Linked DNA regions of Sus scrofa: all the other regions are linked to region 3. Evidence: chromatin contacts called from public HiChIP or PLAC-seq data. All regions are on one chromosome and are shown on one strand. The core of a region is the stretch at or near the end of the contact, and the rest is flanking DNA. Distances in the headings are between cores, read along the strand shown. Region 1 overlaps PITPNC1 (phosphatidylinositol transfer protein, cytoplasmic 1). Region 2 overlaps PITPNC1 (phosphatidylinositol transfer protein, cytoplasmic 1). Region 3 overlaps PITPNC1 (phosphatidylinositol transfer protein, cytoplasmic 1). Region 4 overlaps PITPNC1 (phosphatidylinositol transfer protein, cytoplasmic 1).

Region 1 (5,856 bases), core at 2,441-4,940, 150 kb before region 3:
GTGGCCAAATGTAGCTCACCAGTTTCTCATGTTTATAGTGTTGTGAGTTGCTGTTCCTGTTTTTAATTCCAGCCAACATTTAGAAGTTACTCATATTAAAAACTCTAGATTTCCAGCTTTTCTTGTGTAATAGGAAATGTTGACAAGCATCCCCTAGGGCATGGTGGCTGCAGCCCCCTTTAGACGGGGCATGGCCCTCCAGGTTTCTGCGTCCCACCATTCTTTCCCTCCCTCCCTCGCATCTGGTTATCATTTGTAATTCATCTTCACACTTGCCTTGTTGTTTTCCTTAAGGTAGAAAAACATACCCTGGTACCCATGTCTCTACTAAAAGTGGGAAACGAAGACAAAAATATTAAGGCAAACATTTTTCTTTTCTTTTTTTCTTTCTTTTCATTCATTCATTCATTCTTTCTTTCTTTTTTTTTTTTTTTTTTTTTTTTTTTTTTAGGGCCGCACTTGCGGCATTTGGAAGTTCCCAGGCTAGGGGTCCAATTGGAGCTGTAGCCACTGGCCTATGTCAGAGCCACAGCAGTGAGGGATCTGAGCCACATCTGTGACCTACACCAGAGCTCACGGCAACACCGGATCCTTAACCCACTGAGTGAGGCCAGAGATCAAACCTGCATCCTCATGGATGCTAGTCAGGTTCGCTAACTGCTGAGCCACAACGGGAACAATCCTATACATTTTTCTATGTATAAGTGAAGGATTGTCCCATGTGTTTAATTTGCTGAGAAAGTGAATCTGTTCATTTTAGCCACTGGTTTTATGCATTGACCTGACCTGCCCCTGGAAATGTGACCCGTGTGTGATTCAGTCCTAACAATCTTCCCCTACTGGGTGTTCAAGGGCCCCTCTCTGCTCCATTATCCCAGTGGTTCTCAACCTTAACCTGGAAGTTTGAAAAAATAACAAGGCCTGGGTTTGGGGATGTTGTACCCGTTACTCCCTCCTGCAAAGAGCAGGAGAACCTTTTTGGGAGGATCCAGAGGAGGAACACTTACTGGATTTGTGTCTGGAGGCATGGTCTCTTTTTCTTCGCATGCTGCTTCTTAGGATTCCCCGTGAAACCGAGGGTTCTGAGTCCTGGCATTCTTGGGTGGAAATCCAGATGGGCAAGTGAGACCAGCGGTGCCCTTATTCCCAGGGAAGAGAGAAGTGCTTCCATTCTTTTTCCTTCGTGTGTTCCTTTCTCTGGACTTCCCATCCTTAACACTCAGAGTAGTAAGACATAGAGGGTCAAGTGTTGGCTGTGGACTTGGAGAGAGTGAAGCTAGGCTGCCTGCCTGGCTCTATCCTCCAGGACGGCCCTCCCTGGGCAACAGGGCTCACCACTTCCAGGCCGGGAGGCCCACTTACCAGGCTCGGAGCCTGTTGGGTTGAGGCCAGAGCTAGTGTGAGTACTGCCTCAGCTGGAGCAGCCTTTTGGACAGTTTTTCCCCAAAATGTGGCTTAGCATGGCCAGTTGAGGACCCAAGTGGTCAGTCCCTGGTGGCAGATCACTAGTCAAAATCTCAGCATTGCAGCACTGACCCCTTCCAGCTTCCCACAAGCACACACAGATCTGAGGGCTCCATCCTGTGTTCCCAGGCAGCTTGCACTTCCTTTATGTATTTATACTTATATATTTAAAAGTTTATATTTTATCATCATTTTTTGTTTATATGTCTCTTTCCCTTACCAGAATCTAAGCTCCTTGATTGCAGGGACTATATTTGACCATTTTAATAGCTTAGTTCCCAGGACATAATTGATGTTTGATAAATATTCTCTAATGGATTTAAATTTTAATAATTTTATTGACTCTTTTGCCTTATGAAGAGCTGTTTTCTAGGTGCTATGGGAACACAAGAGGTTTAAAATGTAGTTTATATTCTGAAAGAGCCTGATATCCAGTTAGGGAGATAAGCTCAATCAATCATTCGTTCATTTGGTCCTTCCTTTGACATATACTGAGTGTCTAAGCTCTGGTCAGCTAGGCACTGGGGATATGAAGAGATCTGGTTGTGTACTCTACTCTCAAGTGGCTTCCAGTTAGTAGAGAATATGGGTATAAATGATATTTTTAAAAAAAAGCACAACTGAGTTCCCTGGTGGCTCAGTGGGTTAAGGATCTGGCATCACTGCTGTGGCTCAGGTTGCTGCTGTGGTGTGGGTTCAATCCCTCATTCCAGAACTTCTGCATGCTGTGGGCACAGCTAAAAAAAAAAAAAAAAAAAGGCACAACACAAAGTGATAAGTGCAATGATAAGATTTCTAGCAATTGCTAAAAATAATGGAGTAAAAAATAGCTCAAAACACTAATGGAAGAAGAACACAAAGCAGTGCATGACGTGGTAGTTGTCATCTGAAGTAAAGCCGGCTTTCCTGGGGTGTCACTCCGGACATTAAGAAGTGTCCCATGAAATCAGTGGTTCATGGTGCACGTCAGCACAGCAAAGGCCCAGAGAAGGCCCACGTTAAAAATTCCCATCCAACTCTGTCTGACCTTCTGTTCCCACACATAGGTGCGTGTGCAGCTCACCTCTCCCCACTGTATTCCAGCCAAGGAATGGACGTCCCTTGAAGTCTTTATGGGAAATGCCAGTGCAGATACCAGCGGTGGATTAGACAGCTGGTGCTCTTAATATTTTGGGGGGATGCGACCTTTTGAGAAGTTAACAGTGCAGGGAGTTGTGCACAGTTCATGGGTTTCTTGAAACCTATTCAAGACCCTTCGTTCTCCATGGTCGAGGAAAGAAAAGAAGGGAGCAAATCCCAGGTAGGAGGGATCTGTGTGGGCCAACACAAAGAGCTGGGAAAGATGGGTCTTATTCCGCACCAGGCGGTTTGCCTGTGAGGGAGGGAAAGATGGGGCAGAGAGAGGACCATGGTGGAGCTAGAGGTGGCCAACTGCCGGAGGCCTGATTGGCTGGCCTGGAATCTCCAGTCCTTAAGGACCAACTGCCTATGAAGATTAAGGGAGATGCAAGGCCCAGGACAACCCCACTAACAGGGAGTGGAGTCGTAGTAGGATCAGCCACAGATGGGCACGGCAGCGTCACAGAGCCAAAATCTTCCACCTGTGTGTCAAAACCTATTTTATTATCATGTGGAAATGCTCCAACTTGCCCTTGTTAACAGTGCTGAGTCTCCCAACTGAAAAATTCACTTCCAGAATTAGATTTGCCATCTAACCGGGCATCCTACCTTGAACAGTTAAAAATCCGATTGGTCTGGCTTCTAATTTTAGAAGGAATCGGGCTGACCTTCATTGCGCTGTTGCTAACTGGAGGCCGTTACCTGGGTGACTAGATTTACAATATGTCAGTATGCAAATACCATCTGCCCAAGAGGAGGAAGCAAGGCCTTGCTCCACTGGGGGTTGTCAGCAGTTCTGGAAATGTCTTCCTCTGGGATTATGGAGGAGGCTTGTCAAAAAGAAGGAAAACCAGGAAAGATGTGATCTTTGAATTTTAGTCTTTTCCTTTCTCTAGGAGTGAGGACAGGAGTTTGTGGTTTGCCTTATGGACCTGGTGATAGACCTGTAGTTCTCAGATTTTACATTTCTTTGGGTGGGGGGAGTCAAAAGGGTAGTAGCATCTATCATTTTGGTGTATTTAGATTCAGATAATTGCAATGGCTTAATGAAACCTGTGACTATGCAATTTTCCACAATGCCTTTAGGAATCTAATTTCAATTGATAAGAGTGTCTGAGCAGAGAGCAAGCCGCTGCCTTTCTCCTGCAGGCTCTCAAGAAGGGTGCGGAGAAGTGGCTATTTCATCTCACTTTCCCTCACATCAGCTTGACCGGGAAGCTCAGGGGATTTTCTCCTCTAGGATATCTATATGCAGCTCCTGTCCTGTATATTGTTTCAGGCTAAAGTTTAGAATCACATTTGGAAACATTCACATCCAAAGACAGGCTGGGAGTTTCTATTCCTTTTCGCGAAATAACTGTCACATCAGCTGTCAGCTGTGGGAATTTCTTCCACCCACGTGTTTTGTGAGTCCAAATTAGATGGACTCATTAATTTTCATTTTTACTTTAAAAACTCAAGGACTTGTATGGGTGGGTAGGCTTCCTTTAATTACTGTGTGTCACAATTTGTGTAGGAGGGAGAGTTTCCAGAAGCAGGGCCGAGGACCTTAGGCTCTTAGCTTCTAATTCTGTCCCCCCCTGGTAACTTCCCCTGTGGCCTCTTCTCTTCTCTGCTCGCTCTTGTTGGCACTGCTGTCTCCCACCTCTTTAAAAAAAATTTCTAATATCAACCAAAAACTGTCAGCAGCATGAAGGAGTGAAGAAAGTCACTTTACTTCCCAGGGTACTTTCACCCAGCCTTATAAATAAATAGCTTTTATTGAGATGTCAAGCAAGTGGCTGAGGCGATTAATGCCAGAGACAGGGGAGTGTGGATCCCGGAGCTGGGCTACCTGGATTCAAATCCCAGCTCTGCTACTTTTTAGCTGGGTGACGTTGGCAAGTTACTCAACCTCTCCGTGCACCAGTTCTTCATTTGTAAAATAGAGATAAAAATACTGCCTACCTCATAGGGTGGTTGTGAGGATTAAATAAGTATAAATACTTTAGCATCAGGCTGCCTCTAGAAAAGTTAGCACTGTGTGGAAGCTTTTTTCCCCCTCTGTTTTCCTTTTTTTTCCCAAAACAACTTTTTATTGACACAGAGTTGATTAACAATATTGTGTTAGTTTCAGGTGTATAGCAAAGTGATTCAGTTGTGTGTATGTGTGTGTGTATATAGTCTTTTCCATTATAAGTTATTGCAAGGCATTGAATATAGTTCCCCATGCTATACAGGGAACTATAAATCCTTGTTGTTTATCTGTTTTATATGTAGTAGTGTATATCTGCTAATACCATACTCCTAATATCTAGCCCCCACCTTTCCCTTTGGCAACCATATGTTTAACTCCTCATTGTCTGTGAGCTTATCTTTGTATTGTAAATAAGTTCATTTGTGTCACTTTTTAAAGATTCCACATGTGAGTGATATCGTGTCGTTTTTGTCTTTATCTGGCTTACTTCATTTAGGATTGAAGTTTCTAGTTGCAGCATGTTGCAGCAAATGGCATTATTGTGTTCTTTTTTATGGCTGAGTAGTATTCTATTGTGTATATGCACCATACCTTCTTTATCCATCCGTTTGTTGATTGGCACTTAGGTTGCTTCCATGTCTTGGCTAATGTAAATAGTACTGCTACAAACATTGGGACGTACGTATCTTTTTGAATTAGTTTTTGTCTTTTCCAGATATATGTCCAGGAGTGGGATTGCTGGATCATAAGATAACTCTATCTTTAGTTTTTTAAGGACCCTCTATACGGTTTTCCATAGAGGGTGTACCAATTTACATTCCCACCTCTGTGTAGGAGGGTTGCCTTTCTTCCACACCCTCTTGTGTGTGGCAGCTTTTATTGTTATTTCCGTAGTACATCTTCAGGGGTCCTAGGAAGTAGTGAGGTTTTGCTGTGAGCAGATAAATGTCAGGATTTTTTCGCAGGCTGTAACTTACCCTTTCTCCTTAACAGGTTGGTGTTTCTCCATGCAGGGGTCATGCCTCATTTTCTGTACGACACCTTCCTGGACAACTATAGCTTGTGCCACTCCATTTCTAATCCCTCGTACCGTTTCCTTATGTGTTGTATGAGCAGCACCTTTGGACCATCTGTCTTAACTCCTCATCGTCTGTAGTGTCAAGTTTAGCTCTGTTGTCCCCACAGAGTAATGGAAAGACACCACGGGGCTGGAGAGTTGCCCCGGATATGTGTTCATTGGATGTGCCCATGTCAAATACAGTGTCAGGAGCAAGGCAGGTCACACTAGTCCCATAACTTACTCTTGGTTTTTGAAG
Region 2 (6,353 bases), core at 3,689-6,188, 180 kb before region 3:
AGCCTTCAGAGAGAGCCTGGTCCTGCCGACACCTTGGTTTCTGGCTTCTGGCTTCCAGAACTGTGAGAGAATGAATTTCTGTTGTGTTAGGCAACCAAGTTTGTAGTGATCCACTATAGAAACTAAGAAAAAATAACCCACACCCAGATCAAAGGCACAGGACCCTCATGCCTCATTCCTGTCTTCTCATCATCCCAGGGTAACCGCTGTCCTGACTCCCAACACAATAGATGGGTTTTGTACCCTTGGAGCTTAATTAAACAGAGTAAGAGTATGTGGTTTCCTGTGTCACACATCTTCCATGCGGCACTGTAATTGTGAGACGTGTCCTGTTGTTGTGTGCTTGGTCATTCTCACTGCTGTGTAGTGTTCCATGGTGTGAATGCGCTATAGTTTATTTCTTCTCCTCCTGGGGACATCTGAGTCGCTTCCTGTTTGGCATTATTACAAATAGTGCTTTTAGGGAATATGTGTATTTTGTTGGTTATGTTCTCAGGAGTTGAATTGTTATATGATCAGCTTTAGTAGATATTGCCAAACAGTTTTCCAATTAATTTTTAAAATACCCAATCATATTTGGAGTCCTTTTGTTAGATGGAGACGCCAATGGCACGAAGTCAGTAGCTGTTACTTAGTGTGAGTATTTTGTAAGGCCCAAGTGTTGGAGATAGGGTTTTTTAGAAGAAGGTCCTTCTTCCTAGGTAGGACCTCTGCCTTCTCAGTAAGGAATTCTCTGTGTCAGAAGAACCTGTTACAGGCCTGGGCAAGTGTTAGAGCACCCCAGTTTTGGGGAATCAGAGAGGCTAAGGCAACTGACGGTGAATTCTAAATATTCTTCACCCATCACTGGCAAGATGAATGGCACTGCTGCAGTATCTCCCATCTCCAGTCTCAGCAACAAATTTGCCATCTCATAAGAGCTCCAGTTTCACTCTTTTCCAACTTTCAAGTTTAGTTCTATGCTCTATAACTTAGAAAGCAACCTAATGATATGCAGTATTTCTAAATATTCTGCTTTGATAAGTCTGTGGGAAAACTACTGCTGTAGCAGAATAAACTAGACTAAAACTCTGGGTCCCTACCTGTCTAAAATCGAGGCTGCTTCTAATTTGTCTGATGCCTCTAGATCCTTGTGGAAATAGGGGAGGGTGGGATTGACCTCAAAGTACTGAAATGGGGGTTGGAAAGGAGAGGAAGGTGTGGTGGCAGTAACCCAGCCATCATTATAAAAAGAAGTCTTTGTTTTCTTACTATAATAGCAATGCATCTTCCTTGCAGAAAAATATAGGTCTTAAAAGAAAGAAAAAAGAAAAAGGGAGTTCCCATTGTCGCTCAGTGGGTTAAGAACCAACTAGTATCCATGAGGATGCAGATTTGATCCCTGGCCTCTCAGTAGGTTAAGGATCCAGCGTTGCTGCAAGCCGCAGGTAGGTCGCAGATGTGGCTAGGATCTGGTGTTGCTGTGGCTGTGGCGAAGGCCAGCGGCTCTGATATGACCCCTAGACTGGGAACTTCTATATGCCACAGGTGCAGCTGTAAAAAGGCAAAAAAAAAAAAAAAAAAAGAAAGAAAGAAGGTTTACCAGAAAATACCCGCAAACCTGACACTCAGCGTTAACTACTGTTGAGTATATTTGCATATACGCTGCACCTATAAACCTTCCTTTCTATGCAAACATCCTATTTCTGCAGTTAGCAAATATTTATTGACTGCCAGCCATGTGCCAGTCCCTAGGGATAAAGCATGAGTAAGTGGACAAAAGCCCCTGTCTGCATGGAGCTGACATTCCAGTATACAACGCTACTACTAAAGTGAGGTCATAGGACACACACTTATTATGAACTGCTTTCTTCCCCTCCACAGATACTTTAACCTCTTCCATGATAACTATATTCTGACACAACTGCCGTAGATTTGTCCACCAACAAAACCTGAACCAAAGTTCTGCCCTGAGAAAGACTGCCGTTCTTAGTAGTCAGCCAGCCTGCCCTCTCCCTAGGACCGATTTGCTTTGTAACAAATCAAATGGGTTGTAGTAAATCAAAATTTGGAAAATGAAAGAGACTTTGTCAGAGCAAGAGTTACCACTGGATGAGATTTCCTGGAGCACCTTTTATTAGGGAACCTGTACTTTGGCATCATTTAGAAATGGGGCGGGCCCTCACCAGCTGAGTGAGATGTTTTTCTCTTTTTTTTTCCTTTTTTTTTTTTTTTTTGAGCAATTTGAGCAATCATAGTGTCCTCTGATTTATCTTTTAATTGAAGGATAGTTGATTTACAATGTTGTGTTAGTATCAGGTGTATGGAAAAGTGATTCAGATATATATATATATGTGTGTGTGTATATATATATATATGTATGTATATATTTACACACACACACACACACACACACATATATATATATATTATATATATATATATATACACACACTTCCCCCCCCTTTTAGGGCCAAAGTTCCCAGGCTAGGGGTTGAATCGAAGCTACAGCTGCGGGCCTATGCCACAGCCACAGCAACGCCAGATTCAAGCCATGTCTGCAACCTACACTACAGCTCATGGCAGTGATGGATCCTTAACCCATTGAGTGAGGCCAGGGATTGAACCCACATCCTCATGGCTACTACTTGGGTTTGTTATCCCTGAGCCACAATGGGAACTCCATGTGTATGTATATATATATATATATATATATACACACACATATATATATATACACATAAATATATATATATATAAATAATTTTTCAGATTCTTTTCCCTTGGTTATTATAAAAAATTGAGTATAGTTCTCTGTGCTATACAGTAGATCCTTGTTGGTTATCTGGCTGTTTGTTTGTCTTTTTAAGGCTGCACCCAAGGCATATGGACGTTCCCAGGCTAGGGGTCAAATCGGAGCTACGGCTGCCGGCCTACACCACAGCCACAGCAACACAGGATCCAAGCCTCGTTCGTGACCTACACCACAGCTCACAGCAATGCCGGATCCTTAATCCACTGAGGGAGGCCAGGGATTGAACCTTTGTCCTCATGGATCCTTGTCAGGGTCTTTACTACTGAGCCGTGATGGGAACTCGCATCTGTTTTATATATAGTAGTGTATATACGTTAATCCCAAACTCCTAATTTATCCCTCTCCCCACTTCCCCTTTGGTAACCATAAGTTTGTTCTCTATGTCTCTGGGTCTATTTTTTTTTGTAAATTCATTTGTATCTTTTTTTTTTTTTTTAGAATCCACATTTAAGTGATATCATATAATATTGTCCTTCTCTTACTTCACGCAGTGTGATTGTCTAGGTCCACCCATGTTATTGCAAATCCTCCCCTCCACCCATGGAAGACCAGACTCTTACTTGTTTCTTTAATTTTCCAGTTTTATTGAGTTATAATTGACATACGACACTGTATAAGCTTAAGGCAAACACTATAATGATTTTACTTACATGTATTGTGAATGTTTTCTGTTTCTTAAAGAGTGGCCTTTAGAGAGTTGCCTTGTGGCACAGGGGGTCATTGTCACTGCAGAGGCTCGGGTTACTGCTGTGGTGTGGGATCTGATCCCTGCCCAGGACCTTCCACATGCTGTGGGTGAGGCCAGAAAAAAAGGAGCGGCCTTTACCTCTTCAGTCTCTTGAACTTCTAGAAGTGAATATTTCCGGTGTATCCTACAGTTTATTAGCCATGTCACACTCACTAACGTTATTTTCGGTCTTGCTGGCTTTGGCACCTCTGGACTAGCATTTCTCAAACTTTGTTCCCAGGAAAAATTAATTTCCAGGATAAAAGGATTCCACGGTCAAATGAACTTGAGACAGGCTAGGGTAAATAAAGTCACCATGACCTATGATAAAGGACTTGTCAGAGCCTGTAGTCTGCAGAGATCTTCTTTCATTTATTTAGCTACTATTGATTGAGCATCCACATGCCAAGTGCTGGGGTTACACTTATGAACAGGGTCTCTCTTTTCACATTCTAAGTGGTTGAAACAGCTGCAAACAAGTAAATTCCTAAATAAAATACATGAATAAGTAATTTCTGATAGTGATAAAAGATGAAAAGACAGTAAAACAAGATGACATGATAGAGTGGGGATCAAGTGTTTTCACTCTGGGAAATGTTGCTTTTGCTATAAAACGGTAGCTTTGTGCGTTTTAACCTTTTATTTCTGGCTTACCATTCGTTTTATTCTTACTAAGCCTATTAAAAATATCAGCACCTTGGGCTGCTGCTATTTTAACATAGCTAGTTCATGAAACGCAGTCAGTCATGCATGATACAATACGGGTGCTCCTAGGGACCAATAGCAGGCATTTGGCTGGAGTTAGACTTGGACCTGGTGGCCGTTACCAGGTGAGTTAGTAGCTCTAGCAGATGCTGTCAGTGCCCTGCCATATTCCTTCATCTTTACCACTTCAATGCATGTTGGCCTGACTTCTGATGTACAGCACCTGCATTTCTTTGCTTGAAGATTTTTCTTGCCTAAAGATCAGTTTGCTGCCCATGATGCAATGCTTCCTGGGAGCAGCCTAACCAATGACTGACAGAGCTGATGAATAAATACCCCAGCTTCCTGGTGCTTTTTGATGGGTAAATCTAAGAGGTGCAACCACATGGCTCTGGCAGGTTCCACCTGTGGAGTTCCCCTCAGTTACCTAGAGTGGTAATCGGCTCGAAACGTACCATTTCTTTTTTCCTTTCCCTCCATCACCTCCCCATTCCTTTCGTGTCCCAAATACATTGCTTGCACTTGAGTTCTTTTCTCAGCATCAGCTCCTGGGGGAAGCCACGCCAAGCACTAGCTCATGTCAGAATCAGATTACAACCTTGAATCTAGCTGGTCAAGATAAATGAAAAAAGAGAAGACAATCTAATGAGGTCTGTCTTTAGAATTCTTGCAACATGAAGGGAAAACCCGCTCAACTCTAGAATATGCAGCCCGTGTTCAGGGGTTGTCTTGACCAATGACTTGGGCAACTGTGCATCGCATACTCTATATGCAATTAAATGTGAGTTAGCGATTTGTAACTATGTATTAGTCAATATAAACTCTGCTTTAAGAAAGCCAGAATGATGTCTTCGATAACATCGAAGACATTTTTCTCCATTTAGACATTTGATTGAACTGGGAAAATCACATTTCTGATTTTTAAATTAATGGCCAAGTACATCTGGATTTTAGCTCAGATTATTTTAGATAACCTGAAGAGCTAGACATTTCTCTTGCTTGGCATCCTGTTATGTCAAAATAATGAGATAAAATAGAAAAAATTTGGTGCCATTACTAATGCAGCAGATCCTAATAATTAGTCACATTTCCTTTCTTGTAAAGCAAGCATCTATCAAAAATCAAAGAGTGAGAGTTTGTTTTTGTAGTTATTAGGGCTCAGGAAATGCTTACAAAAGACAGAATGGTTTATGGATTTGGGCTGCAAACCTGAACTTGTAAAGACAAATTTGATGGGGATTAAGGTTTCTCAACCTAGAAATTGACATCTAGTATTGTCAGCCAGATGGAATTCCTGAATATGACATCCATTTTGACAACAAAATACACTTAAAAAAAAACAGCCCCCAAAAAACCACACACACAAAAGCCCATTTAATAGTCTCATTTCTAGTGTTTTTGAAAAGCTATCTGTTATTGTTTGTTGCTGTTGTTCAGATACTTCTGGTTCTCTCTCATTCTGGACACATGAGAGAATTGTGTTTCTGGTCTTCTGTGGCTGGGCGAGGACACGTGACTTGTTCTGCCCAATGAGCTGTAGCAACAACATAGTGCCACGTTTAGCATTTGCCTGTTCGTGTGGGCCCATCAAGCGTTCTCTCTTCCCCTTTTGTATGGTAACCGGCAAAGTTCAAGGTGATGACTGCTCTGTCAGCCCGTGTCCCTGAGTGACACAGAGGATCAGAGCAGCCCTGTTGACTTGCTTGAGCAAGAAGTAAATTTTGGCTGTTTTGAGCCAAGGATATATTGGGGTGCTTTGTTACCATGGCATAACAGACCAATACTGACTGAAACAGCTCTGGGCATAATATATTTAGCAACTTACAGGGAGAGTACTTTTAGCTAATTCTATTATGTTGTCACAGTGACAGTGATAGAGAGGTTTTTGTCCTTGAAAAACTGAACACATATAAGCAGCATTTAAAAGGTACCATAGAAATAAATGTCTTTGGATATAGACATTTTTTTTTCTTGTTTTTAATTGAAGTATAGTTGATTTACACTGTTGTGTTTCAGGTGTATAGCAAAGTGACTCAGTTATATATTTATTCTTCTTTGGATACTTTTCCATTACAGGTTATTAGAAGATGTTGAATATAGTTACCTGTGCTATATAATAAATCCTGT
Region 3 (6,368 bases), core at 1,480-3,979:
CACCCCAATTGTGACAATGCAAAATTGTCCTCTGTGTTTCTTAAACCACTGGATTAAGAAATTATTATTCTGAAATACTGAAAAATTGCATACTCGGGCCAAAAAATCATCATGTCACGTGCCATTGTATTTATAGATCAGCGTGGGTGGAAGCAGTGCCAGCCAGCTCCAAGCTGTTAGGCTAGACTTGACGTTCAGTGTAGACCTGCACTCTCTGACACCATGCATTCTGTGCAGAAATACATCTCTGCGAGCATTGCACCAAATCTCACGGGTACCGGGGAGCAACATTTCTCTGACTTCTATGTCATGTCTCTTATAAATAGCAATGAAAGTGTCCTCTCTGTTGTCGAATGCCTTGTCTTAAAGAACCTCTAAATGTATTTTGAAAGGTATATGGAAGGTAAGTATTAAACCACACAGACCTGGCCCTGTCCTTCAAAGGGATCTTCTAACCATGCTCTTAGGAGATCTCAGGCTACGGCACTGTCCACGTGCTAACACTTCCTACCCACCTAGCTCACTTGACAAGAATCACCCCTCAATAACTTCCACTCTTCTCAGTTCTAAGACTCTTTTGACTTAACGCCCTTGTATTCACTCTCCCTTTGGCTGGTTGAGCTAACTTTATGATTGACTCCGCATAAAGTTAGTGAATCCCCTGCTTTGACACCTCTCTCTGGCTTCTGCTAAGCTGCCATCTTTCCCTAAAGTCTCCCCCCATTGAAAGTTTGCCTTTAATAACAGAAGTTGCCAACGTCTTGACCTTCTTTCAGATATGACAATGGATGATGTTCGGGAATACGAGAAAAACATGCATGAACAAACCAACATAAAAGTTTGCAATCAGCATTCCTCCACTGTGGATCACATAGAGAGCCAGACCCAAACAAGTGTATGTAGAATTTTTGAAACATGTTGCCCACCTTTGACCAAACGTACACGTAAACAGATCTTTGAAGTGACTTCAAACGCTCACGTCTCAAACGTCCACAAAAAAAGCATCGTCTCCCAGAGGCCATAGGTTAAAAAAAACCTCAGCAGGGTCTCCATTGGACAGTGTTAGCTCTTGCTTCCAGACATTTCCATTCTTTAAAGCTGCTTGACGTGGGGGGTTGTTTGGGTCAGGAAACCAAGAACACAGAGAGTGGAAACATTTTGTGGCCTGCGCCACAAAAGAACAGAGGGGTAAAAGCGGATGTCGTGTGAAAACTAAAACATCAATGCCAGTAACTTTTGAAGGCACAGCAAGCACTCCGTCATTCATGTAAGGGAGGGCTGTGGCTCATCTGGTATTTTAGGTTTCTTTACATTTGCTTTGAACTGCTCTCTATGGCTCTTTATGGCTGTCTTAATCCAACCAGTTTCTTGGGACTTGGGTTCATGTCCAGATGGGGCTGCTGTCCAAGTGCCCACTGGCAGAGCAGTGAAGGTGTGGTGAGGAGGAGCCAGATGAGATCCAGCCTGGGACTTAAGCCTGGGAGAGCCTGACATTATTTAGTGGCACAGGGGTGATGAAGAGCTGACTGTGTGGTGTACGCTGGCATCTTAACTAGAGTTCTGTCTCAGTCATTCATTCCCATGAAGATGAGTTACAAAGAAAAACGTTATCCCCAAGTCATTGATATGCATCTTTGGCCAGAGCTGTGATGTCTTTGGGTGCTAGCTTGAGCCCGCATGTCTGTTAATACCTAGTAGAGACTTAAGAAATTGACCACGTGGTTATAGAATGTTGAGAGGTGGCTGTCGTTGTAAGCGCTTTAGAATTGTGGAGACCTCTGGTTGCACGTGGGAAATGTCTAGTGGACTTTGGAGTGCATGTCTTTGGAATCTGCCTTGTAAGGCTCATGCGCTGCCGTAGACTGCATGTGACTGCCCTTGAGGTTGAAATGCCCCTGACTCTTCCTTCCCGTTTTGCATGCCATGGTTGGATTTGCAGAAAGCTGTTTGGACCAGACTTAACTGAGAAGTTCCTCTGTAGGCACCGACCAGTTCCAAGAGAACACCCCCCTTCCTCTTGCCCTGTTCTGAAGTTAGAAATGCTCAGTAAGGAGACTGTCCTTGAATTTCCATCACTTTGAATGACCTTTTCTTTAGGAATGCTAGACACCGTTTCCCCCCCTCAGCCGAGCTCTGAAAGCTACTCACTCTGTAAGCACAAGACAAAGGAAGCCAGGGAAAGAGGAAGATGCCTCATGGCCAAAGGATGTGACGCAGTGCTTTCCTCATTCTGAGTTCTTATGGCTTACAGCTTGAGGCTCTTTGGTTTTCTTTCTGTTTCACTGTGATTATTACTATTAGAAAGTCTACTGTGTAGAGATACCTGGGATGGGTCTGCCCGTGGGAAAGCCTGTGCGTTCTCTGGCTGCAACGCACAGTCCTTCCCATAACTTCAGAGACGTCTGTCTCCTCAGGAATTACACGAAGTGGTTATCTTTGAATGCTTACCACATGTCTCTTATTCTTTGGAATTCCATCAAATTGGGCATCATTTCTTTCTCCGTATTTTTCTTCTCTATCGTAATGGAAAACTTGAAATCAAAAGGCTGCTGCCCATAACAAGTAAAAACGGCATGGATGCTCGGTAAGTTTAAATCATCCACCTGCGTAGAGATAAACTAGATTGAAATTAGGCAAAATGAACATCCATGGCCACAGCAGTAAGGAAATAACAGTCTCCTTTTCAACTGAGCGGCTTCAATACTTTGAAGGAAGAGAACTTCTAAGAGACTGTGAACCAGAGTGTAGAATCCGAATTCTCTTCCTTGGGTGATTTCTGCCCCCTGCTGGATGTTTGGAGTAGAGCACTATATTCAGCCACTTGCATGGAAAACCTGGTTTTTCAAAGATGATATCCATTTATTATAACAGAAACACAGCTAAATTTTTTCGGAGTCCAAAATTTGTTTTGAAATACCTCTTTTTGAAAAAACTTAAATCTCATTTCTTAGCTTATTTAACAGTCTTGGTATTTTTTTTAAGTGGTAAGGTTACAGGTCAAGTACTTCCTGCTATATTCTGAGTTTTATATTCTATCAACAGTCATGATTTTTTATTCCCTTTGTAAAAAACGTTTCCCTTTCAGAAAGTTTTAATAACCATTCCCAGGAAATCCTCTTAAGGATTTTTGCTTTTCAAACAATATTTCTGGTTTGCTCATATGTTGTGATATGAACATACATAATTATGTATATGTCTTTATTATTAATACCGTGTTATGAGTATTTACTCCATAGTTAATATTTCCAAAGTGGCTGTGTTGCTTCCTACTAGTTTATGCACCATCCTCTACTGAAGGTTCCCCTGGGAGAGGACAGGAATGAAAAATGGGTGTCTGGGAAGCTGAAACAGATGAAGAGTTCCATGGGGCAGCCAATTTCATCTTTTACTCAAGGGCAAGCTTTAGGCCTTCACTCAGTGCTTTTTCTAATAAGCCCAGCTACCTGTTTTCCCCGTTAGCAGTGATAAAGTTGGCAGAGGATAGTAGCCAGGCTGAGAGTAATTAACAATAACTGTAGTAGCAATACTAATAGAGTTCCTGAGAATGAGAGACGAGACCTCAAACTCTTTGCTTTAGCAAAGTCATCACTGTATCATAGCACAGTGATATGTTTTCAGAGTATTATGTCTAAAAGGTAGGAAATGTCTGTAATACATTATTTAATGTATTTACATGAGGGAAAGATTTACATTTAAAACACTTTTTTTCTTCCTCACGTAGTAAGAACATTTCAGGTTTTCGGAAAATCTACATCATCTTGGCAATGCCTATTAAGTGAGGCATCCCTGAACTACTTCCTGAACGCCAAATAATGCTCCTTTTTCTTTTAAATAAAATTCTCACCCATGAAGTGATCCTCTCTTTTTGTTCTTTGCTCTTTTTCTTTTCGTGTTTCCTTGAGGAGTGGTTGGTTTTTTTGTTTGTTTGTTTGTTTTCTCCTTGGTTTGGGGATAATTAGCAGAGTTGGTTGGTTGTTGTCATATCATACTTGCTTTTTTAAGGTGAAGTAAGTGAAACACAGCATCTGAAAAATCTTAGGATAGCTACACAGTCAGGAAACAAGTAACCCCTAGAATGCAAAAAGTGTATGCGTTGAGTAAGAGAAGAGCATGTGGAGAAATTCTGACGATTTGCCTGTTTACACTACAAAGGTATACTAGTATTTTCATAAGCTGAAGTAGGTAATAATATGTATCATTCGGGGGCCATTGATTGCTTAATTACTTTCCCTTTATAGAAAGGATGGCCAGGTCTAATAATAGCTCCAACACCCACCATTCCCACAACACACACAGACACATACATAGCAGCGGCACAGATCTGTACTCTCCTGATAAGTTCTTACTCCGAATACTTGAAATACTCACTGAAGAGTGCTTTGGAAAATCTCAGATGGATATTCACAAAGGACTATTTTTTCAGACATTCGCCCCAATCCAAAAGAAAAAAATTTAAGCCTTAGTATTTGGATGTTAATTTGGACATACAATCTGGAGAGACGCCTTTATCATGGGGTTTTGATAGGTCCTTTAAAAATAGGCAGAAAGGAGTTCCCTGGTGGCTCAATGGGTTCAGGATCCCACACTGTCACTGCTGTGGCCCAGGTCACTGCCGTGGTATGTGTTCGATCCCTAGCCCCTGGAACATCTGCATGCCGCTGGTGCAGCCAAACATTTTTTTAAAAAAAGAAAAAAACAGGCAGAGCAATGAATCCATTTGCAACTCTTCTAAATGCCTGCTCATTTCTCTTTCTATTTCTTTTCCTTTAAGACATGACAATGGATGAGGTCCGAGAATTTGAACGAGCCACTCAGGAAGCCACCAACAAGAAAATTGGCGTTTTCCCACCTGCCATTTCTATCTCCAGCATCCCCCTCCTGCCTTCTTCAGTCCGCAGTGCCCCTTCTAGTGCTCCATCCACTCCTCTCTCCACAGATGCACCAGAATTTCTATCGGTTCCCAAAGATCGGCCCCGGAAAAAGTCTGCCCCAGAAACTCTCACGCTTCCAGACCCTGAGAAAAAAGCCACCCTGAATTTACCTGGCATACATTCTTCAGATAAGCCATGTCGGCCCAAATCAGAGTAACTTCATATGAATATTTCATGGGGGTTTATATTTTTGGTTTGGGGTCTTGTTTTGTTTTTTTTTTTAAAGAATCTTCTGATATAGAAAGAGACTGCTTTGTCACTCAAACATGTTCCTTGGATCTCTCGAGTGTGCATGTGGTTTCACATAGAGTATGATTCCCTAAGTGTGCCACACAGCTTCATTTTAGCTGTAAAATGTACGACTGGCAAAGGACAGAAGGGATCTTCTGTAGCACAGCTGGATGCCAGGGAGGAAGCCTTGTTATTGGGCATTTGATGAGGTTGGTGTGGACTCTGAGGGCCAATAAACGAAAACTTTGCACCACTGTGTTACAAGGTGTAGTAAAACGGAAGTCAGTTTCCTCCCATCCGACCTGAAATTTCCCCAAAATATTCTCAGGCGTAACATACCTAATTGTTCAATTTCGAACTGCTCATTACCAATACTTGAATATCAGTCGTTACTGAGGTTCCGGTTTTGGTTAGTCTGACTCAGGATTTGGGGCCTAATTAACTCTTTAAATTTTTTGGAAATTTTAATTATCAACCTGAAGAGGCTCCAAGTGCAATTAATGACAACTTATTTATACCTTTCACAGAATTTAATAAAGATTCCACTGGTTTCTGTCTTTTAATAACTTTCCTCTTTGTGCCCCTGTGGCCTCAGAAATCTTTTAAGAATTACATGGATGAACATGGCCGTAACTGGCTGATTTGGGAATGATTTGGTTTAGGAACAGAGAGGCCATGGGGAGGCAAAGATCTTTTTTTTTTTTTTCCACAGGTACCAGCGAACCTTGACCTGTCACCTTCCATCATCCATTAAGATTGTCAGAATTTGCCATTTATTGAGTAGCATTCAGTGACGATTTGCCCATTGCAAAGAAGTTCAAGGGTAGACTCAGCTAACTGGACTTTAACTCGTTCAAAATTGCCTCCCATCCCCCTCCTCATTTTACTTAATAACATCCAGACGTCCCTGGAGCAGACTGCCCATCACCGGACCTTAGAAAAGATTGTCATTCTCTTGCTCCTTGCCCGAAATCCAAACGTTGGGCATGTCGCAGAAGCCGAGTAGATACAGTCAAGCGAGAGCAGAAAAATGAGCAGAATTGCTGACTCTATTTGTAGGGTGGAAAGGAGGCGTGAGATGCCCCTCTGGCTAGCTTTCTTTTCTGCCAGTAATGATAACACAAGATTAGAATCAAGGTTGATGGGAGACAAGATCATTCACCAAAGTGGCAGAAAGAGAACTCTCCTTTGATCTAAAGAGAAACA
Region 4 (5,722 bases), core at 137-2,636, 190 kb before region 3:
TCACCGCCCTCAATTTTTGAATGTGTTGTAGCGACGTCAGCAAACCAAGACCCCAGTCTGGGTGCTCCAGGCTCTTCCTGTTAATAGCGATGCCCCAGCCCACCCTCGTTAGCCCTTGTGTTCAGCCCCTAAGACTCTCTCTACCTCTAGCTTAGACACTGCTTGGATTGTAGAGGAAGGAGGCAGCACCTTTTCTTTCCCCCTAAAGAGAAAGTACTCAGCCAATGTTTTTTTTGAATACTGGAATGAAATGAAGGCTGTGTGGGCATCTGGGAAATTCTGACATTACAAACAGGCTTCGCCCATCCCAGCTGGACTTGGCTTTCGGTGGAGGGGCCTCTAACCCAGCAAATCCATCCATTGTCTTTCAAAAAGGGATCCTTCTGAGTTCCTGTCTTCAAATCCGCTGCTGAGTGATCTTTTCTAAATCCATAGTTGCATTGTGGGTAGTGAGTGCCTGAAAGAGACACAGAAATCCCTGTTCAGCCTCTTTTTTGGGAAACTGAGCGCCTGGCTTCTTTTCCAGCCCGTCCTTCGCCATTTTTAACCACAAGCCCCCTTTGATGTGGGGCCATCCTGAGCGGGGCAAACTCCCCTCCCCCATCTCCTGTCCCTTTTCCAACCTTCCTCCCTGAAGGAACAAAACAACAACAGACCAAAGTGGGAAAAAAAACAGGGGAGGTTTGTGAAATCCCTTGAAAGGGTGTTCCTGAAAGAGGATTCAAAAGTGCGTGGAGGGGGTCTGTGTCTCGCTTTTTCTGAAAGTGTTGGGAGGTCTCTGTGCGTCAGATCTGCAGAGACTGGAGTGATTATTTGGGCTCAGAAGCCATTCATTAGTGGCCACGGGTAAGAAGACCTTGCCAGTTGCTTGTCATGTCTCTGAATTCAGAGGTTTTGAAAAGACCCCAAATGGGCTTTGTGGCTTTCTTCAGTCTGGTTAGTTTTTTTGTTTTTTTTTTTTCCCCTTCCTCCTCCGGCTGCTCTGTTCTTTGCCCCGTGTTTCTCCTCTGTTGCCCACAGCAACCCCAGCAGCTGGTACCGGAGTTGGGGGAGACGGAGGCCAGGTTACCTCGGAGCCCAGAAATCATTACTGAGCAATTCGCCGGAGCCACACAAAGGAACAGTTTTCTCTGAAAATCCCCTGATTCAAACCACCCAAGGTCACGGCTCCCCAACCTTGCCTTTCCAGAGAGGCCTGCTCCTTCTGGTCCCTGAGAAACCCAGGGCCCCACCTCTGGACGGAGGCATCTGTTTACCAACAGCGCTTTGTAAACTTGTAACACATTTCCTTCCTGTCACGGGGAGGGGGGGGCGCCCTCCCTGCCACCCACCCTGATTCCGAAGGCTCTTATGTAGTGAAGGGTGTTAACGGAATCTAAAGTCACCCTCCCTGTGCAGGAGACAGACTGGGGGGAGGGGTAGCCCACAGCCACCTGTGTAGACTCGGCAGCCAGGCTGTAAGGTTTTTCTCTTTTGCTCTTTCCCACAAGAAAGCGCTTTGTCAAGAGGAAGCGCCAATATCGTCATGGAAATAAATGATCAGGCGGTCGCAGCCAGATGAATTGAGCTGTCCTGTCTTTGGGGGGACTTCTTCCATGATGTATCTAAATCTCCGTGTCCAGAGGAGCCCAGCAAGGCTTGATCTGGTGACTCTCTTGCACCTCACTTGGTAAACTTCCTCTCTGTTGGAAAACCAAGACACTCTCTCCAACCCAGAGGATGAGCAGGTAGAAAAGGATCCCAGCCAAGAGGGAGATTTTTGTAAAGGAGAGGAAAAATAAATTTGGAAACATGAAATTGTGTTCCTCATTTACATTCTGCTTTCTGATGCCTGAGTCTCCCAGTTCCTTGCAATTCCAAGGACTGGCGGGCCCTTTGGATATTTGTCAGTGATGAGGGAAGCCCGGGTTGGGTAAAGGCATTTTCTCCTGCAATGTTCATTTCTATTTCCATGGTTTGCCTCGGTCCTTTTCTTTAATTAATGCGGTTTATGCTCACTGATGAATAATTCAGAGTCATACAAGCAACAGATGTCAGAGGATTCAAAATGACTTTCTCTGAATTATTTATTATTTCCCAAAAAGTAACAGGTTTGTTGAACAAGTAATTGGCAACACAGATGTAGATCAAGGTTTGTCAGCGGGAAACAAGGCCTACTATTGCTTTCCCTTTTAGGCGTGTTAGTAGCTGGGCCAGCACCGTGCAGGGGGAGTTTGCCTGATCCCACTGCTGGGGGAGTCGGTTACTCATCCCAGGTCCTGGGTGGAGAGCTGGACTTGGTTTGGTTTTTCTGTTTGCCGAAACGTGACTAAGAGTTCATTCCAAAATATAATGAATGAAGGCAACCTTGCAAATACATATTAGACATAACGACAATGCAAATCCTCAGAAAGAGGGCACATCTTTGTTTGCACAGATTTGCTGACCCTAGAGATGTGGGGGGGGACAAACCCAGATGGTTATGTAAAGATTTGTGTACGAAAGTGTTCTCCGTGGGGCGTTGTTTATAACAGAATTTTTAAAAGGAAAGAAATGCAAATAACCAACAATGAAAAATTACTTGAATGAATGTCGATAAATCCAAGCAATAGAATAGCATACAGTCATTTGAATTAAATGTATGTATTTTTTGGAGTTCCCTGGTGGCCCAGAGGGCTAAGGATCAGGCATCATCACTGCTGTGGCTCATGTCACTGCTGTGATGTAGGTTAGATCGCTGGCCTAGGAACATCTACATGCAGTGGGTGTGGCCTAAATAAATCAATAAATTTTTGATATAGAAAAATATTCAGTATATTAGATAGAAGATGATACTAAGTGAGAGAGGCTCTAAACCAGTGTGGTTTCATTTCTGTAGAAAAATATGTATATGTGTTTTTTGGGGGGAGACACAGAGAAACGCTGAAAAGGAACTTCCGCCAAATGTTAATTATTATTTAGGTGCAGTAGGGTCCAGGTGACTTTGCTGCTTCTCATATTTTCTCATCCTTTCGACTATAAATACACACGCATTAGTTACAGTCAAAGGCCAAGCATTGAGACCTAAGGAATTTCTCCCTCGTTTAGCAGGTTGAGGTGAGGGTACAGATAGGCAGCGGGCTGGGTTCCATTCAGATATCCATGGACCTGTTTCCTTCCCTCCTGTGGCTTCTCGCTCCCCAGGGCCTTGTCCTCTTGTACACGGTCACGGCTGGGTGCCCTCACAGAGAGGAAGAGGGGGCGTGGAAGAGACTCTGGTTCCAAAGTGGCACACATCCCTTGCCAGAGACACAGTCACGTGACCATACCCAGCTGCCAACTATAAAGCTTGATGGGAGCAAAATCCTGATAGGCATTAATGTGACCAGCCGTGATGCTATGCTACAGAGGAAGGAGAAAATGACTTTTGCTGGAAAGCTTTCAGCCTCTGCCAAATGTCTTACCTGTATAGTAAAAAATAATGTAAAATTTTCTACAGGGATGGAGTTTGGGATTAGATGTCCTCAAGAGCACTTCCTTTAGGAATTAATCATACAGAGGAAGCACACAATTTGGATGCTACCTTCAAGGGATTTACAGTTCAATAAAGTAACCGGATCAATAGCAATTCAAAATCGTATATGCAAAGGGCCAAAGGAGTAGCCAGATAAATGCAGAGAAGAAGATCGGCTAGGATCATGGAATAAGGCTTAGGAGAATTGAAAAGTTTGCAATTCTGCTTCATCAAGCTACAAGGATTACTTGGATCTCTGGAAGGAGAAAGACTGTGTTTTGCGACATTTTTCGCCATAGAGGAATGGAATCAGAATTTCTTACTGACCTAACAGTAAGGCTGGAACTGATCTTCAGGACGCTGTTATTTATTGTAATTCTTTGTTAAATCTGTAGTGATCTTTAGCATAAAATATTTTAGAAGGGCTACAATTTAAGCAAAACTCTTGACAATGAATTGATCAGTTATTTTTAAAAGAAATGTTAAAAAACATGGTTTTATAGTTTTAAAATATGGGAGTTCCCGTCGTGGCACAGTGGTTAACAAATCCGACTAGGAACCATGAGGTTGTGGGTTCAATCCCTAGCCTTGCTCAGTGGGTTAAGGATCCAGCGTTGCCGTGAGCTCTGGTGTAGGTTGCAGACGCGGCTCGGATCTGGTGTTGCTGTGGCTCTGGCGTAGGCCAGCGGCTGTGGCTCCGATTCGACCCCTAGCCTGGGAACCTCCATATGCACAGCCCAAGAAATGGCAAAAAGACCAAAAAAAAAAAAAAAAAGTTTTAAAATATGGTTATGTGGAGGAGAGTATTTCTAGACCTGTTTGGAAGGCAAACCAGAAGTATACTATAGATAAAGGGCTCCCCTTCCTTTGGATAGAAAATTTTCTATCTCTGATATATTTTTAATAATCATATGAAACATTACCTCCTTCACAGTAGAATCAGATTTTGCATATCTTTTGCCTAGCATTAGGTTTTTCAACTCTGCAGCGCTTAGGCTAGTAAAACCGAAAAATGTTTTGGTTCTATATAGAAAACTTCTGAAAGTCGAATGGTGGATTTTAGTCTCTTTTTCCCCCCTTCTTTAAGTATTTACAGTGTTGTGTTAGTTTCAGGTGTACAGCAAAATGATTGTTATACACACACACACACATATATGTTATATATTGAATATAATTCCCTCTCCTGTATGGTAAGTCCCTGTTGTTAGTCTCTTCTTTAATCCACCCCAAATATGGTCCCTTAAGACATGCTGGAAATCCAAATTCTCATAATTGGCTGTTTCCCTGATAGTCCATGAGGTGCAATAAATTTTATTTATTTATTTATTTGTCTTTTTAAGGCTGCACCTGCTGCATTTGGAAGTTCCCAGGCTAGGGGTCAAATTGGAGCTGTAGCCACTGGCCTACGTCACAGCCACAGCAATGTCAGATGCGAGCCATGTCTGCAACCTACACCACAGCTCACGGCCACACCGGATCCTTAACTCACTGAGTGAGGCCAGGGATCGAACCTGTATCCTCATGGATGCTAGTCAGATTTGTTTCCACTGAGGCAGGGCGGGAACTCCGAGATGCAATAAAATGTTTGAAGGAGGACAGTAAGAATCTTTTGGTGCTTTGGGTTTCTTTGCTTTGTTTGTTTTTTGTTTGTTGTTGTTGTTTCAGGAAATTCAGGTTGCAGAAGCCCCATAAGGTAAGGATTGTTGCAAATGAGGCCTAGATTTGAAAATTCCTGCTTTGCAGATTGTGCTTCTTCTAGTAGTAAAGATTTCTATGGCTGGAAAGAACTTTAAAAATTGGGTGATCCAGTTGCCTCCTGTTGCAGAGAGGGAACTGAGATGCAGACCGGTCAGGTCAGTTGCTGAGGTCACATAGTTCATTTGTAGCAGAATTCAGACCCGTGGCTTTGACTTTCAATCTTCAAGTCACTGTGTCCCACACCACACCACACCATGCTTCTCTTTCTGTGGTGCCTCTGGGGATGCCAGCTTGCTCTCCACCAGTGACGGCAACCTCAGATAGAAACTCTAGGGAGGAGAGGCCAGTACTTTCACAGCTCCCGACCCATGGGAGTGATGGGTTGGTGTTGGGATGAAGTGGAAGTGAGGGTGCCATCTTTATACTCCAGCTCTTCCTGTCCTTTTCCGGATGCTTTGTCTATAGAGCATCTGCAGAGATGTTCTTGATTCATATTAATAATAAACACATTGGGGGCAGAAATTGGACTTGCAGCCGGTTTTGTAAGAAGTT

Evidence for each region. HiChIP or PLAC-seq counts read pairs in DNA pulled down with a chosen protein or histone mark.
Region 1: an H3K27ac HiChIP or PLAC-seq map of alveolar macrophages shows a contact between it and region 3. The contact joins two enhancer-like sites. A contact is called at or near these places in 1 of 47 Hi-C or Micro-C datasets (embryonic fibroblasts) and 2 of 2 datasets of contacts at active chromatin or transcription factors (alveolar macrophages and skeletal muscle).
Region 2: a contact with region 3 is called in an H3K27ac HiChIP or PLAC-seq map of alveolar macrophages. The contact joins two enhancer-like sites. A contact is called at or near these places in 1 of 5 promoter capture datasets (liver), 4 of 47 Hi-C or Micro-C datasets (embryonic fibroblasts, fibroblasts, retroperitoneal adipose tissue and 1 more) and 2 of 2 datasets of contacts at active chromatin or transcription factors (alveolar macrophages and skeletal muscle).
Region 4: an H3K27ac HiChIP or PLAC-seq map of alveolar macrophages shows a contact between it and region 3. The contact joins two enhancer-like sites. A contact is called at or near these places in 8 of 47 Hi-C or Micro-C datasets (alveolar macrophages, blood, embryonic fibroblasts and 4 more) and 2 of 2 datasets of contacts at active chromatin or transcription factors (alveolar macrophages and skeletal muscle).

The regions. Positions count from the first base shown.
Region 1 is chr12:13,857,836-13,863,691 of Sscrofa11.1, forward strand. The region is part of intron 1 of PITPNC1 (phosphatidylinositol transfer protein, cytoplasmic 1); the gene reads left to right. Among named protein-coding and RNA genes, the nearest start is that of PITPNC1, 120 kb to the left of the region's middle. Within about 2 kb of position 3,691, at least 5 of the 83 cell types and tissues checked have an H3K27ac peak or open chromatin away from gene starts, as enhancers often do. A contact at or near this core is called in alveolar macrophages, where this site is marked.
Region 2 is chr12:13,832,158-13,838,510 of Sscrofa11.1, forward strand. The region is part of intron 1 of PITPNC1 (phosphatidylinositol transfer protein, cytoplasmic 1); the gene reads left to right. Among named protein-coding and RNA genes, the nearest start is that of PITPNC1, 94 kb to the left of the region's middle. Within about 2 kb of position 4,939, at least 5 of the 83 cell types and tissues checked have an H3K27ac peak or open chromatin away from gene starts, as enhancers often do. A contact at or near this core is called in alveolar macrophages and liver, where this site is marked.
Region 3 is chr12:14,010,157-14,016,524 of Sscrofa11.1, forward strand. It overlaps PITPNC1 (phosphatidylinositol transfer protein, cytoplasmic 1), which reads left to right. Exons shown (of 9, transcript NM_001143722.1): 9 at 4,772-5,415. The coding sequence ends at 5,088. Among named protein-coding and RNA genes, the nearest start is that of NOL11, 22 kb to the right of the region's middle. Within about 2 kb of position 2,730, at least 24 of the 83 cell types and tissues checked have an H3K27ac peak or open chromatin away from gene starts, as enhancers often do. A contact at or near this core is called in alveolar macrophages, liver and retroperitoneal adipose tissue, where this site is marked.
Region 4 is chr12:13,817,520-13,823,241 of Sscrofa11.1, forward strand. All of the region lies in intron 1 of PITPNC1 (phosphatidylinositol transfer protein, cytoplasmic 1), which reads left to right. Among named protein-coding and RNA genes, the nearest start is that of PITPNC1, 79 kb to the left of the region's middle. Within about 2 kb of position 1,387, at least 24 of the 83 cell types and tissues checked have an H3K27ac peak or open chromatin away from gene starts, as enhancers often do. A contact at or near this core is called in alveolar macrophages and retroperitoneal adipose tissue, where this site is marked.